Regions from separate parts of the Anas platyrhynchos genome. Here region 2 is linked to region 1. Evidence: chromatin contacts called from public Hi-C data. All regions are on one chromosome and are shown on one strand. The core of a region is the stretch at or near the end of the contact, and the rest is flanking DNA. Distances in the headings are between cores, read along the strand shown. Region 1 holds the start of ABCC3 (ATP binding cassette subfamily C member 3). Region 2 overlaps ABCC3 (ATP binding cassette subfamily C member 3).

What was found. Hi-C and Micro-C count contacts between places; a contact is called where the count stands out from the background.
Region 2: a contact with region 1 is called in a Hi-C map of liver, with 2.4 times the contacts expected there. The contact joins the enhancer-like site here to the promoter of ABCC3 in region 1. A contact is called at or near these places in 2 of 8 Hi-C or Micro-C datasets (liver and skeletal muscle).

Annotation. Positions count from the first base shown.
Region 1 is chr19:4,117,089-4,119,886 of IASCAAS_PekinDuck_T2T, forward strand. ABCC3 (ATP binding cassette subfamily C member 3) reads left to right here and starts at 1,542. Exons shown (of 31, transcript XM_027471310.3): 1 at 1,542-1,702. The coding sequence starts at 1,673.
Region 2 is chr19:4,156,339-4,159,038 of IASCAAS_PekinDuck_T2T, forward strand. ABCC3 (ATP binding cassette subfamily C member 3) reads left to right here. Exons shown (of 31, transcript XM_027471310.3): 20 at 266-371; 21 at 918-1,071; 22 at 2,387-2,594. Among named protein-coding and RNA genes, the nearest start is that of ANKRD40, 19 kb to the right of the region's middle. Within about 2 kb of position 1,328, at least 2 of the 8 cell types and tissues checked have an H3K27ac peak or open chromatin away from gene starts, as enhancers often do.

The DNA of each region.
Region 1 (2,798 bases), core at 292-2,791:
TGCTACAATAGTAAGTTCAGTCATTTCTACAGCAAAAAATAACTGTGTCCCTTTAGCCAGATTATAGTAAATGGCTAGAACAAATGCTTAGCACTGTTAGATGAAAGCATTTGGCTTTCTCCAATAACACCACCTCCAGTGGGTGTCAAACCTAGTGTCAATGGCCCAGGCATAAAAGATAAGCAGATTTTTTTTTTTCTTTAGAACGGAAATATTTGGGGTGCACAGCAACTCTGGGCTTCTCATCTTTCTTCTTCCCTCTTTTGAAAATTTTTGATGGCAGCCTTCTTATTGACGGTTCTTCACCATGGACACTGGAACTCTTAAGATATTTAAGTAGATTTGTGACAATGGGGAGATTTGAGTGAGATGATGATATTGGACCAGATGCTACAGGAAGCAGGTCAACAAACAGCAGGTGCTGGAAGGCCAATAATGCTGAAGGACAAGTCCTGTCCAAGAGGAAAGCAAACAGTGTTCTTTCATTGTGAGGAAGTAAAAGCCAGGTTGTGTACAAGGTGCACTACAAAATCTATTAGTTATACATATATGTGAAATTTATTGACTGGAAGCTTTTAAAATAGAGCCTCGCCACTGCTTCAGCCTAATGTCTACAGAGGATGCAATCAGCATGAAGGAAGTGGCTGCAGATAGACAATAATTTAGGCACTTGCACAAGTGGCCAGGCTTAAATGTAGCTTGGAGAACTCCTGATTCCTGTTAGCAGGATACCAGCGAGGCTAGGCTACAGCCAGGCAGGAATACAAGAAAAAAAAAAAAAACAAAAAAAAAAACAAATAAACAGAAAAAATAGGGAACTAAGGCCATTTTCCTGAGATTCCAGACGTCCATGACTCAGGGTACAACACTGTTTATGAACAGCCATCTGTTCTTTCTTGTCCAGCACCCTTGGTTTCAGAGCTGTGTGGCAGGGGCTGTGCTACAGAAGCACAGGTCTTGGGCCTGGGTTTGCTGCTCTCTCTTCGCATCTGTGGTGCTGCTGAGGTAACCACACTTCAAGCCTTTCTAGAGGAGAGACACTGAGTGTCTCTGAGATGTAAATGTTGGTCTGAGCAGCTTGGATGGCTGGACACGGACAGCCTCAAACCCAGGTGGCCAGCAGACATCCCTAGGTGACCGGGGACATGTGCAAGCCCCTCAGCCCTATCTCTGCCCGCTATGTGGGAATTGCCAGTGTCCCCCTCCAAGAGCAGACCCTATTTATCTCCACAGGTGGCACAGAGCAAAGAAAACATCTTCCTAGGGGATTGATCCTTCCATGGGGAAGCCACCCTCACAGAGCAAGAAGCCCCACACTGGCAGCACCGCCTGCCTTTCAGTGCCCAGAGCCACATGCCCACGAGGGGAGACCTGGCACCTTCTCCCCGGCCCTAATGGCTACAGAGGGGTGCTTGAGGCGGCCTCACCGAGGCGATAAAGGCCGGGCCGGCGCCTCCCGTCCTGAGGGGGCGAGGGCAGCGGGGCGAGGCCATGGCGCCTGCCGCCGCCGCCGCCAGGGAGGGAGCGAGGGAGGGCCGGGGGCGGGGAGGTGCGGGCCCGGCGAGCCCCGGCCCGCCCAGGAGAGGCCGGGGCCGGCTTCTCCCGCTGTCCGGCGTGGGCCTGGAGGAGGAGAAAGAGGAGGAGGAGAGGCTCGGTTCCCCCTGCCGTGGCCATGGAGGTGTTCTGCGGGTCCCGCTTCTGGGTAAGCAGCGCGCCTGGCGCTCCGAGGAGAGGAGCGGGGGCCGGGCTGGCAGCGGCCCCCCTGAGGAGAGAGGGGGGCTCCCCGGGAAGCGGGCTCGGGGGTCCCCGCTGGGGGTGGGCAGCACTCCCTGGAGGCTCCCAACGGGACTTTGGTGCATCCTCTTTGCATCCTCAGCAGCCCCTCTCCGTGGGCTTGCCCTGCCGAGTTTGCCTAGCGCTGGGGCTGGTCACAGCTCTCTCGTTTGGGCTCCGTTGAAGGGGTGCGAATCTGTTTTGCAGCTCTGCCAACAGCTGGGCTTCATAGTGATGTTCCCGATCGTTGCTTTCTCCGAGGGTCCTGTGCTGGCATTGCTGATGTCCATCAGAGTGCTGCCTGCCAAGCGCCCCGTTGCTGGAGGGTGGTGGGCTCCTGGCAGCTAATCCCAAGGCTGGCGGTGGCTTGAGTTAGAGACTGGAGCCTTCAGCCCTTTGGAAAGGGGCTTGGAGCAGGTGCTGGGGCTGCAAGCAGGAAAGTTTGGGAAGTGCTGCTGTAGCCGTGTGTGCCTGCTGGCTGCTGCAAGTGCTCGGTGCAGCGTTGCTCCGCGGTCCAGTAACAGCGTGCTGTTGTTTCTCTCCTGTTCCGTGCAGGCAGACCTTACGAAGTCATGGGGATTTGAGCATGTGTGGAGAACTTGGAGCTGCCTTTCAATAAATCACGTTTTTTTGCATGTTAGTTTGTCTTAAGTTGACTTAACTCGAGAGGGATTTTTTCCAACAAAAGACCAGCAGGAATGAGAAGGAGTGGCTGGCGATGAAGCTCTTCTTAATAACTGCTAGGAAGGTATTAAAGAGCAACACAAGAGCAACAAGTAGTTGGCTCTGAAGACTTAATGCTGAGCTTTGTCTTCAGATAACTAATTATCTGTTAAAATCTCTGTCAACATTGCATTTTAAAAAGAGGACTTAGGTCCTGAGCCATTGGTTACATTTTTTGTTCAATCTCATATTTCCTTGCCAAGCACTCTGCACGCTTACTGCTACAGCGCTTGGCGGATAAGCTTGCTCAAACAAGTATTTTCAGCTCTTATTTCTACTATAAACACTTATAAAACAGGAAC
Region 2 (2,700 bases), core at 78-2,577, 39 kb after region 1:
ATCACTTAGCATTTTGGATGCACTAAGGCAATGAGATGTAAATGCATTTGGTCACCAATCTACCTCACAAGACCTCTGCAATTTAGTAAAGTGATGCACCAAAGGGATGTGACTACTGCCACTGGGGGTGATTAATGATGGGATTATGTACTATGATTTTCCTGCTATGCTATTGATTTTCGTTACCCTTGCTTTGCCTGGCCACTTGTTTCCCTGCTTTCTGCTTTACTCAGCAGAAACTCTGAGATGCAATCTTGTCTTGCAGTGGTGGAAGAGGAAGAGGTCCTGCTAGCTGAAGACACCCTCAGCATCCACACCGATCTGGCAGATAACGAACCTGTGACGAACGAGGCCCGCAAACAGTTCCTTAGGTAAACATGAAGTCCTCTTGTGTTTGTAATCTGTATCTGGGGTAAAACACATCTGAAAGATGTTAATCAAATACTGTCTCTCAGTCTGCGACTTCGTTTCCTCTTAAAAATAAATTGTTTTAGAGTCCTTTTGAAAGTAAATGTGAAAGAACAAGCAAAGATCAAACAACTGTTCCTGCAATCTTCTTTTTAATCCAAATTGAACCAACTTCTTAAAGCAACTTTTTTAATAACCATACCCTTGGAACACTCTCCAGTTACTGTTGATGTGAAAACAGAAACTCGGGGGTTAGCTTTGAAAAGCCTGTTTTGCAATGAGGACTCTAATGCCCTGTATCAAAGTGTCCAGCCTTTGTTAGGAGCTATAGTTCTGGCATTACTGAATACATGCATGAGGATCCTACATACACCCATATCTGCAAGTGAGGCTGGCATGGGAACAGAGCAAAAGAGCTGGGATGAAGTCCAGTCTGCTGCATCCCATTCTTGCTTTAGCACAGCCACAATATGCCCTCTTTCTCCTAATGACTCTATTGTTTTGACTAGGCAACTTAGTGTAATATCTTCTGAGGGAGGAGAATGTCCCAACAAAATGTCAACGAAACGGAGAGTCTGTGAAAAGAAGCCAGCTGAGCCTCCTCTGCCAAGAAAAAATCCTAACGAGAAACTTATTCAGGCAGAAACCACTGAAACGGGAACGGTATAGTGTGATTTTCCCCCTTCCTTTTCCTTTTTTTCCTGCTTGAAAAAATATCTTTTTTACTTTTACATTTGATCCAGTTCTGCTAAATGCATTGTATAAATTATGACAGCACGTTTTAGGAATTAATCTGGTGGCCACTGATCCTTCAAATTAGGGCTTTTGGCAGGGAGTTCTGCACCTGGCAAAGGCTGTGTAGTTAGGAAGGGATTCTTTTCTTTCCAGCTCCTGCCACAGTCACCTGATACTGCATAGCACTGCACTCTGTCAGCTCTGTCCTTACGTTGCAGAGCTTTCAGCACTGTTGGTCTTTAACCTGTTTGGCTGCTGTGCAAGTCCAGCTGCAGCACTGGGTATTTGATGACCTGCAGCAGTGGGTTCTACGAGCCAGCTGCCTGCTGCGTGCCAGTGGATCTGTTCTGTCTAAACGATACCTGCCAACCTGCCACACCATCCTCAGGAGCAGTTTATGCTCATGGGTACAAAATGGGCTGCACTCTCCGCGAGCAGGGCCAGCGAGTAAAACAGGAATAGAGAAAAAAGAGAGGAAAAGGGAAAAAAAGAAGATAGGAATAAAGACATAAAATCCAGGGACAGGAAGGAGTGGATGAAAAAGGAACAGGGTGATCTTGTCAAAGAAAGCCCCTTCCTACAACTTCAGCCACTTCAGAAGGTGTCCTACCACTCAGCATGTCCTGTTTACTGTCTGATGTACATGCTTCATAGCACAGACATTTCATTGACTGTTTCTGTGGATTATTTTAGCTGTTAAAGTCCCTAATCAGCAACACTTGTTCTCTAAATTATTTTTCCTTAAGCCTTTTTAGAGATTGTTGTGTCCTGAGTCTGTCTTTTTGCCTATCTGCTTTTTTTTTTTTTTTTTTTTGCATTACCTTAGAACTTATTGTGAAGACACCTGAATGGAGGCCTAAAATAGGACCTGAATAGGCCCTTTAAGTAGTCCTGAGCTGGATATGCCTGACAAGTTGCTTTTGCCTGAAAGTCTTGGTTGCTGTTCTTGTTACCCATCCTTTGCAGCTATTTGATCAACCTCTTCCCAGCCCTGTCTAGCAGTCTTAAAAAATAAAACCCCGCAAAACTAACACAATACAGTTCATCAAATTGGAGGAAAAGAATATTTCAGATAAGTTTCTGACTTGTTTAGGAAGTTACCCCCCTGACATGGAGACCCTCTGCGGTCTGTTAGATTTTGGGCAGTTTTGAACTCAGCAGTTTCTCTGCTGAAGGATTCTTTTTTCTGTCTGTACTTCTGATTCTGTAAGTTGTACAAACCAGCTTTGGTGTGATTTTGCAGGTAAAGCTAACAGTGTTCTGGCAATACATGAAGGCTGTCAGCCCTGTCATCTCTTTAGCTATATGCTTCCTATACTGCTGTCAAAATGCTGCTTCGATTGGGGCCAATGTGTGGCTCAGTGACTGGACCAACGAGCCAGTGATAAACGGGACTCAGCACAACACATCCATGCGAATTGGAGTCTATGCTGCCTTGGGCCTCTTGCAAGGTAAGGCCAGATAAAAATCATGATGTCTTAGTACTTATCAAAGAGGAATTAGATGGGAAAGCCATTTACTAGTTGCTGGTGGCCCAAAATTGCCAGCAAAATCTTA